Regions from separate parts of the Triticum aestivum genome. Here regions 1 and 2 are each linked to region 3. The links are chromatin contacts, called in public Hi-C maps. All regions are on one chromosome and are shown on one strand. The core of a region is the stretch at or near the end of the contact, and the rest is flanking DNA. Distances in the headings are between cores, read along the strand shown. Region 1 holds the start of LOC123121717 (junctophilin-4). Region 2 holds the start of LOC123121718 (protein diaphanous homolog 1). Region 3 holds the start of LOC123121713 (thylakoidal processing peptidase 1, chloroplastic).

Region 1 (3,326 bases), core at 117-2,616, 420 kb after region 3:
TCGTAGCAATGGCCATTGGCAAAGCGGTAGACACCGAAGCCATGGATCTTGTCCCCAAAGTACTCCCCGGCATAGCGATCGCCATTTCTGAAACAAATTGCAACACAACGTTAGACATTAGCAACCAATGGATGAATTTCTCACCGATGTTGCTCAAATTATTACTACTGTGAATGAATGAAGATGTAAGGCTTGAATTATTACTGCTGTGAAGATATATATTACCAGTAAGGTTGTTGTTGGAGTTATTAATGAAGCAATCGAACAGTTGCTGGGATATGGAAACAACAGTGTGACCAAATCAAAGCATGGAATTTCGCTGGCAAGAGGCTCACCGGAAATGGTAGCTGCCGAGGCCGTGCTTGACGCCGCACTTGAACTCCCCTACATAGGAGCTCCCGTCGGAGCAGGTCTGCGCGCCGATGCCGTGGCTCTGGCCGCCGGCCCACTCGCCGGCGTAGCAGTCGCCGCTGTAGAAGCGGTAGACCCCGTGGCCGTGGCGGAGGCCCTGGCGGTACTGGCCGCGGTAGCGGCTGCCGCGCGCCCAGCTCTCGATGCCGTAGCCGTCGTACTTGCCGTCCACCCAGTCCCCCTCGTACTTGCCCTTGCCGAAGAAGTTGTAGACGCCGCTGCCGTTGCAGCGGCCCTTGTGGAACTCCCCCTCGTAGCAGTCCCCATTGCTGTAGAACTCGACGCCCTCCCGCACCACGCGGCCGTGCGCGGCGGTCCTGCTCTTGGTGTCGCGGGCGTGGTGCGGCCTGTCGTCCTCGTCGCCGATGAACCACTGCACGGAGCCGGACTGCGGGGAGCGGCGCATCCGCAGGCGGCCGCGGAGGAGGCGCGCGGCCGCGGCCGCCGCGGCGAGCGCGGCGGTGGCGGCGGCCGCGAGGAGGAGGAGGTGGCGGTCGTCGCGGAGGAGGAGCAGGAGGAGGAGCAGGGCGAGGGGGAGCGCGAGGATGAGGGCCGGGTGGGGCGGGCCGCCGGGGCGGAGGCCGTGCGGGTGCAGCGCCTTGCCCTGCGCCGGCGCCTGCGACTTCTTGTCGTCGGGCTCGGGGTCCTCGACCAGGACCGCCTGGAAGGAGGAGCAGTTGCGCACAGTCGAGGAGCGCAGCAGCGAGGAGGGCGTTCGCGTGAGCTTGCCCGCGCCTCCTATGCCGGAGCCGCCGGCCCCGTGGCCGTCCATTGCTCGCCGCCGCCGCTCCCCGCCGCTGTCCCGTTCCTCAATTTCGGACGGATCTTCTTCTTCCTCGGTCGCCGGTGTGGGAGCCCCTGGGGCCGCGAACGCAGATCGGAGGGGAGGGGGGAGCAGAGAGGGAGAGGGAGCAGAGGGGGGAGTGGGTGGAGCGGAGAGAAGAGAGGAGAGGAGGGGAGGGGAGGCGGGCTGAGGGGTCTCTTATAACTACCGGGGGGAGGTGACCAGCTCGGGCGGGCGGGCGGGCGCCGACCTCCTCCGACCCGCGGATCCTCCTCCGAACTCCTGCTGCCCCACGGCCCGGCCCGGTGGGGCGGGCACACTGCCATGTGGGGCGCCCTCCCTTGGTGGCGCCCGGGGTCAGTGGGTCGTTGACGGATCCCGCGGGATCGCGACCCGGGTGTTTCGCGGGGCGGAGGGAGAGAAGACAGGGTCTGTACTCCCGGTGTTTGATTGGTCCTGCGCGCGGAGGGCTGGGGCCGTACTACCCGGCTGGGATCAAACCGGGCCGGACCCGACCGGGGAGCGCTTTGGGCGTGAGTGTGGGCGGGGCCCGCCGGTTTCGGATCTGAATCCCTGGGGAAGGAGTAGTAGCGTAGGGTGCGGTGCGCTGAGGCGAGTGCGTCCAAGGCTTGGCATGTGCGGGCGCGGGCGAGCGAGGGGGAGCTTTCCGGTGGACGGACGGGGCGAGGAGAGAACGGTGGTCGAGGCCGCGCCGCGGCGACGGGGCCAAAAACGAACTGGACTGGCGCGCGATACGGCTCTGTGGCCGTGTGCGGCACGGCGTGCCCAGCTTGGAAACGGCTGGGGGTTCCTGGCAACGCGTGCCCTGGCCGCCTTGCCCCTTTTTGACCGCTGGACTTTTGGGGTTAAAAAAACCGTCGCGTCCTGATGTTTTCTCGGTCGAGCTCTCGCTTTTTCGCTGTCTTTTTAGCGGCCGCTTTCTTCTCTGTTGTATACTCCATATGGGAGTGAAACGACTGGTCTTTCGAGTAATGTATACGCTCGTGGAGTACAGATGGATGGCGGCTTTGGGAGGAAAATAGGACGGTGGTAAAGAGCGCTCGCCAACTTTTAGATTTGCGTATTTAGACAAATCTAAGACAAGAATTTTAAGACGGAGGGAGTAGTATTTACTTGATTTTTTTTCTGGATTTTTTAAAAAATATTATTTTTTTGAACAAAATTTTGAATCTGAATAGCTAAATAGCCAATACCTCTAGTCCATTTGCCCAAATGGGCTCAAACTATCCCCGAGTGCTACTGGAAACATGTAGGATTTAGTGGAATTTTTCTGAATTTTTTTAAAATATTTAATTTTGAACAAAATTTTGAATATGCTCAACTAAATAGCCATTTTCTCATAGTCCATCTGGCCAAATATGCTCCCACTTTCCTAGAATACTACTGGAAACATATAGTATTTACTGTATTTTTCCAGAATTTTTGAAAAATATTTAATTTTGAATATGCTTGGCTAATTGGCCATTATCTCCTAGTCCATTTGTCCAAATGTGCTCAAACTTTCCCATAATACTATTGGAAACACGTAGGATTTACTGGATTTTTTTTCTGAAACACATAGGAATACTAATAACATGTTTAACCATACCAGAAAGATCCATACAATTCACACAACAAGGCATCATAGTACTAGAGAAGCAACAAGAAAATACAATGAGATGCTCCTTCTTACAAATGGTATTATCACCAACCGCAAGCCATCTGTCCAAATTAGCACACTCGTTAGTGATACAACAATAAGTCATGCGCAACTAAATATTAAAACTAATAACACTGACATCTATACCTCTAACAAATCACATTAAACTCATGAGGCGAATGTCCTTTCCAATCCCTCATTTTCTGGAATTGTATCATGATTTGGTCATCATGGATGCTTCTGAATATCTCTTTCTCGCAGTAGCACACCATTAAATCATTTAGCCAATCATCTGATAGCTTGTTGCGCAAATCTGTCTTGATGATCTTCATTGCTGAAAATATTCACTCAACCAATGAAGTGGCCACAGGAAGAATGAGTGTCAACTCGATAAGGCGATACCAACTAGAAAGTTGTGTGTTTCGTTGTTTCAACCATCAAGCGAGCAAGTGTGGACACATCCCGACATCC
Region 2 (3,364 bases), core at 461-2,960, 490 kb after region 3:
ATCCTTTGATGGCTTCCCAGGCCTAGGGCAGGATCCAAACAGCTAGCATAGGCAGTGTGAGTTTAGTTACAGGTGAGAACCCTATTAAATCGTCATGAAAAATATGACGAGTTTGAGAATGTGAGGTTGCTCAAGACACTTCAAACAGGTCCCAAATATACAAACTATTAAAAAATTATGATCTGGCCAAAGAACAATAACCATATTTTACGCTTAAGAATGTGTTCCTCCCTAAACTAGAGAGAAAATATACCTTCAATCATTCACTGAACAATTTCTTATCTAATTCATAGGCATGCATAAGTATGGTAGGTATGTCAACAACATAACACACACCCGAGAACACTTCACGTAAACACTTAATAGCAAAATACAAGAACACTTGTAATTAATCCATAGCCTAACCAACACAACCATGCAATGCCAGTGATAAACGAAGCCAATGACATGTATGGCAAGCCTCCATTTAAATGAGCATCTTATACAGGCAGGGTAAGGTAAACGCAGCAGTCACGTCTGGAATCATCAGTACACACTACCACCAGCTTATGCAGTAGGCAATTCATAAATCCACGACCCCTGTTATCATGACAATTAAGTACTCTGGAAACAAATCACACATCTAACTTTGACAGAAACAAGGCAAGAATTCTACGCCCTGTGTGTTAGAAAACCCATGAAAGAGCAAATCATACAGGTACAGGCTGTATACAAAAGAAAAATACGGGAAACCAAGTGCCATGTCCAAGTGACCTCTAAGGCTCTAACCAGACATTTCCAGGAATAACTTTTACGTTGCATCAATCATAACAATTGCCTTCAAACCCCAGGACATAACAGCAAAACCTATATGAACTTGCAATTCAAACTATCTAAGTAAGGTTTCAACTGAACCCAGAATCTGAAATTCATTACAAGAAGAGAAATAGACAGCTAATCGTTCACCAACCAGAGACAGCCAATTGTCCCAGAGCACCAGCCGACCGAAGTTGAGTAGTAAAATCGTGCAAATCCTAGATCCAGGGCGGATGCATCGAAGCATCGAACAGCAGCCAGAGGTGATGAACTCGCAGTCGTCCCATCTAGTCGATCCGCCGTCTAAGTCCTAATCGACTGACTCGTCACTGCACCCACGCGCACGCGCAATAGTAGACCAACTAAACCAACGAATCACCAAACCCTTTTACTAGTAACCACGAGGAAGTAGAACTTAAGCGGCTGGAGGCGGAGAGCTCACCGGCGAGAACGTCGGGGTCGCTGGAAAGGTAACCCCCGGGGCGGGAGGGCAGGAGGAGGAACAGCGCCGGGACGAGGACCCCGACAGCGAGCGCGAGCACGAAGACGCACCGGAACGAGACGGAGCGGCCGACCGCGCCGCACCCCCACCCTCCTCCTCCTCCTCCTCCGCCGGCGATCGCGAGGCCTCCCGCGCCGCCGAGCTCGACATCGACGGGCTTCCCCATTCCGAGCGCATCTGACTCCGCCCCCACGACCCCCAGCTCCCCGCCGCCGCCGCCGCGACCACCCGCGGGCGCGCGCGGAGGCCGCTGGACGACTGGACGCGCCGCGCTTCTACCTCCCGCCGGCGAGACTGTCGGTTAAGTAGGGTTTTTTTCCTCAGCTCGTCTCCCCCCTTGGATTTATCCCCTTGTTTTGTGCTTGAGGTGGGTGCCAAGTATGCGGACGGATTTTGACGGGGAGCTTTCTCTTCCCTTTTTTTCCCTCTTTGCTTTGCTCAGTGCCCGAGCCATGTGCTATTTTTTGCCAGGATATGCATTCGTGTTAGGGTACGATATTTCTTTTTTGAGCTGTGAGTAGGAGTGTATTTTACTGCGGCTATTTTCGTTTGGGCATCGCCGTCAGTGACGCTGCCTAACGCTCTGGCTGCGAGGCCAAATCACACCTTGCTTTCCCAACCAACCGGGCATGTGAGGACATGTGGCGGGCTACCTCACTTGACATTTCTTTTCCTTGCTTGCCTCTCATCGCCTTCGTCACAGGTCACTCGTCAACTGGGACGCACACTTGTGCAGCAGCCACCGAGTGCGCTTTTGTTTAGTGACTGCACCGTCTTTGCGTGTTTTGTGCAGCGTCCGTGTCATTAGGTGGCCGCGATAGACTGGCTCTGGCTGGCCCCGGTCAGTTGGTTGGGGGGTTCACCAGAGAATTCCTACTCTTGTTTGTATTACACGTACCGCGTGATGTGGCGCAATGTGTGACAGGCGTAGTAAGCAAAAGTATCCCTTCCGTTCCACAATATAAATGTGTAAAGATTTTTTTTTTACATTTAGGCCTACTTTGGTTTGTAGAAATATTAGAGGATCCCTCGCATTTTTTTTACAGGATACAGCTTTTAATGAAAATTTTCTTTGAACTGCTTTAGTTTGTAGGAACGGATTCTTATATATTCCTATCATAGGAATCAGTCCTTCACGTTTCAAAGAAAAATATATATTGGATTAGCCTAGACTCAGCTCCATCCTCTGCAATCAAATGGCATCACTTTTTCTATAGAAACTAGTAGAACACCCCTGCGTTGCCACGAGCATTTTAAAAAATATGCTACTCGCTGAGCTAAAATAACCGAGAACAATGCACATCTCAGCTAGCGCCCATCTTTTTTTCTACAATCAGCTAGCACACATCATACTATCAAACAAAATAATATGTTATTGACAACCTAAAAAAATATTTTTAAAACCAACCAGTAGTTGAACGTTTGAAAAGTTAGGAGGGTTGTGGTATCCATCCATGTGTCAGTGCATTATTATCCGTATTTCTTTAACTTTTATAAGACATAGAACAATTTTCATTATTTTACGCTTTCTTAATTCAAATACAAACACATCATAGAAGAAATAAGACAACATCCCCTGTGACAAATTTATTTTTTATTGACAAATGAATTCCCTCCAATTGTTAAAAAGATGCCTATTTGGTTGACCTGGAAGGCAAAGGAGAATTTCATAACATGTATATTGTCCCTTGCTAGAAGGAAAAAAGATAACTGGTATACTTGCCTCAAAATCAGAATGGATGATAGAATTACATAGAGCGGTTTGTCCATATCGAAGATACAACTTCTGTAAGGAACTGTGTCAATGCATTCCCTAAGAAAATATAGCGTCTGATTTCAGGAAATGTAATAGCATACTAAATCGTATTTATGAATGCGTAGGAATCTGGATTCTTTAGAAGAAATGGCCAGAGCAAATGAGCACTGTCCAATGCAGGTTCTGCAGATTCTATTGTACACGTGTTTTCATACAAAATTTGTCGGGAACACGAAAACAAAATATGTTTGAGTAGGTAACACAATTTGTTTTAGAAGATGAATCGGAGGTACAAGAAAAGAATGAAAAAA
Region 3 (3,475 bases), core at 55-2,554:
GAAATCATCATACCTGAAGAGCTGGGGGAGCACGGAAGATCACAATGTCCAAGATTTCCGGTTCCCGGAACACATATGACACCTGTGGATCACATTATTACAACAAATATCAAAAACCAAGTAGAGCGAGCAAAATGACAAACTAATCATCAGATAATCCTCCGTAAAATGTTTTACCTTCTCGGCGAGAATACGGTCCCCGACGTCGAAGGTCGGGTACATGGACTTGGACGGGATGGACCTCGGCTCGGCAAGGGAGGAGCTGTAGAGCAGCGGCACGGTCACGGCGGCGAAGGCCGTCTTGGCGTCGTCGGAGCACGAGCTCACCCACTTGGACAGCCAGTTGCTCCTGCTCATTGTGGCGCTAGCACCGATGTTCCGGGCAATTGCGCCAGAAGCAGAAGCAGAAGCTCCGGCGGTTGGAACACCGCTGAACGTCTTCCTGGAGGGACGGATCGAAGGCAGCGGTGGCGTGGGAGGAGGGGACGAGGGCGCCGAAGACGACGAGGGGGCAAGGTCGCTGCAGGGGAGCCACCTCGCGGTCTGCAAGAACGGGAGGAGGTGCGCCGGGTTGAACAGCCCGATCGAAATCGACGACGAGCCGGCCAGAGACGCGGCGCCGGAGATTCCAGCCGTCGACGACCCCGCCGTCGAACCCTGGGCGAGCACCGACAGCAACCCCACAGCGAGAGGCGGCGGCGGCTTGGAGGAAGAGTACGTCCTCGAAGGGAAAAGAGAGTGGCTTCCGGAGGCGGCAGCGGCGGTGGCGGCGAGGGCCTGGGGCTTGGGGTGGTTGTGGTCGTCGGCGGCGTCATGGCCGTCACCGCCGCTGGCCCGGAGGCGCTCGGGCTGGTGGCGAGAGGAGGTGAAGATGCAGAAGGGGCGCCAGGATCCCTCCTGGAGGAACCGGCACCCGGCGGAGGCGGAGGACCCGCAGCGGAGGCCGAGCGACGCGGCGAGGTTCTGCGCCACGTAGCCGGAGTAGGAGACGGTGATGCGGATCGCCATGGCGAGCAAGCAGAGGAGCCGTAGTGTTACCAAGAAGAGCTGGATTGGGCGGTCGGGGGAGAACGAGCAACGGGAGACGCGATCGGCTACTGATTGCAGACCATACCGGCGGGGTTCGACTGGCGGGGCGGCTGGGCGGGGGATGGCGAGGCCGCGGCGAGCCGGGGGAGAGGCCGGTGGATCGGGCGGCGCTGGGTCGGGGGAGGTGCGGCGGGGTCAGGCGGCGGCGGCGGGGGGGTTAGCTCCCGGCGAGTCGGCCTCGCCGGAGGGCGAGGTCAACGGGGGCGGTCAATGGGGTAGGCGGCGGTGTGGGTGTTGCGGGGGAGGGAAAGCGCGAAGCCGACGGGCGGGTGGTGTATATAGACGCGTGCGCGCTCACTGTTGACGGTGAGGTGGACATCCCCTGGCCCCAAGCATTTTTTAGAATTTTCCCGGTAATTACTATTGGAGATGGGTTCAACGACAGAGGAAAAGAGTGAGGAATGAGCAAACTTGGGGCATGTTCGGAGTCTCGCCACTCCGCACGACTCCGCTCCCGGAGTGGCCCGACCTTCAGTTGAAAACACGGGGTGGAGAAAAAGATGCTTCACAGATTCTCGTATTTCTCGAAGCGGTTGATTGCCGAACAGATCTTTATTACTAACTGAATCTTACTATATCGAAATTTTGGTTCTAATAACTCTAGGAAGGTACATTTCCACTATGCAAAACCGCGAGAAGAAATAATATGGATGTCTTTGCAATCGTGTATTGAGGTTTTTTACAAGATCGCATGGTCGAGAAACGTAAGAAAGCAAGAAAACACAATAATTTGATAGCAATGCAACTTAAAGCAGACAACTACAAAATATGAAAAGTGTAAATAGTTGATTCGAGTAACTCTTTAGAGTCATAATGCATATGAGCTTTTTTTTTACATCACTTTTTTGTAGGAAGTCTATGGAATGCATGGTCGAGAAACGTAAGAAAGCGAATGTATGTGAAGCAGACAACTGCAAAAATATGAAAAGTGTGAATAGTTGATTAGAGTAACTCTAGTAGAGCCGAACCATCATCATAATGTATATATGGAGTGGGCTCCACGTGCATACGAAGACCGTCAACGTGATGTGCAAGCTCAACGCCTTTGTATTCGTTGCATCCGTGTCATGGGACTCACTCGTCAATGAAACGTCAGTTTCCTTCGATCTCCCTTCGATTCCCACGTGAAATCCCCTTTGCGCCAAACAATCGGGTTGGATGACGTGCGCCTCAAAGGTTGGCTCCGAGGCGTAAATTTGAAGACTGAGAGGCCACATATAGAGGGCGCTTCATAAATTACGATGATTCTGACAGGCATGATGATTATGTTTTTGTGATTTTCTTTTTACCAAAAGCACATTAACAGTTATTATGACGATTTGTCAAGTATAAAGACTCTGTTTCCCATGTTTCCGGGTTTTTATAATTTTGCAAACCAAAAGGAAGCGCAGGGGAGAATGACGAAGATCGAGATCCTTTGGAAAAAAAAAACAAATCCTTTTTTTTTCTTTTAGAATCATCCGAACCCTCCCCCCGGTGGCCAGTTTGAAGCTGCCATGGCCCATGGAAAGGCGATGGCGACTCGAAAATTTAACGGAGCCAAATTAGACCAGACAGGGCAGGCCGCGACTGCTGCCTCCCACCGCCACCTCCCGCAGAACGCCACTGTACAAATGTATGTTTATCTGTAGCTCCGTTGACGGTAACGGTAACGTAACGCAATGTTTTATGCATAGCGGCTTCGTCGCTCTATTACACCACGTGATCGGTATAGCTGCGCTGCTTCTCGGCAACTTCCGCTGCCCCAGTGACAGTGAGTGAGGCCTGGCCAGTGATTGGTTGGGCACGGTGGCAACCAGAATTGCGTGCTCCGAATCGACCGGATAACTGGAACAGGGAAAACGGGGAGCTGCGCGTTCACATACATGATACTGGTGGCTGAGAACTATGGATATGATCGTCGCAGAATAGTAAGTAAAACAGAAGCCGAGAATTATGTTGTTGTTTTTTCAACCACCCCACTGTACTTACTTATGTGTTTGACATGCGGAGAGGGGAGAAAATTCTTTGTGCCCCAAAGGATGCGATGGTCAAACAGCACAACATGCGTCGGTTCGGCTAAACAAATTGGCGGACAGAAAGGAGTCACGGCGTGTCAGTAAAATATACCGTAACCGGTGAAATTCGAACTAGAATGCTCGAACATGTCAACAAACAAATCGAGCCGATCCATCCTAGAAGACCGGTACGGTCGCAGACACGCGGGCCCGTCGACGTGTACGCGACCCGCCCACCAGCGAAAAGATTCCGGGGAGGGAGCCACGGATGTCGGGGCGGGCAGGCAGCCGTAAGCGCTGACGATTCCCAGTTCTGGTATCTCGTCTCGGACGATGAAGGATCCGTCGCGATCAGGTGACGACCGTGCCGGTGCTGCTACAACGGCGTG

The links. Hi-C and Micro-C count contacts between places; a contact is called where the count stands out from the background.
Region 1: a contact with region 3 is called in a Hi-C map of leaf, with 2.6 times the contacts expected there. The contact joins the promoter of LOC123121717 here to the promoter of LOC123121713 in region 3. A contact is called at or near these places in 2 of 5 Hi-C or Micro-C datasets (both in leaf).
Region 2: a contact with region 3 is called in a Hi-C map of leaf, with 3 times the contacts expected there. The contact joins the promoter of LOC123121718 here to the promoter of LOC123121713 in region 3. A contact is called at or near these places in 2 of 5 Hi-C or Micro-C datasets (both in leaf).

The regions. Positions count from the first base shown.
Region 1 is chr5D:354,402,078-354,405,403 of IWGSC CS RefSeq v2.1, forward strand. It overlaps LOC123121717 (junctophilin-4), which reads right to left and starts at 1,367. Exons shown (of 3, transcript XM_044541738.1): 1 at 336-1,367; 2 at 1-87. The coding sequence starts at 1,183.
Region 2 is chr5D:354,478,210-354,481,573 of IWGSC CS RefSeq v2.1, forward strand. LOC123121718 (protein diaphanous homolog 1) reads right to left here and starts at 1,711. Exons shown (of 5, transcript XM_044541740.1): 1 at 1,238-1,711. The coding sequence starts at 1,463.
Region 3 is chr5D:353,984,483-353,987,957 of IWGSC CS RefSeq v2.1, forward strand. LOC123121713 (thylakoidal processing peptidase 1, chloroplastic) reads right to left here and starts at 1,305. Exons shown (of 6, transcript XR_006459825.1): 1 at 178-1,305; 2 at 14-82.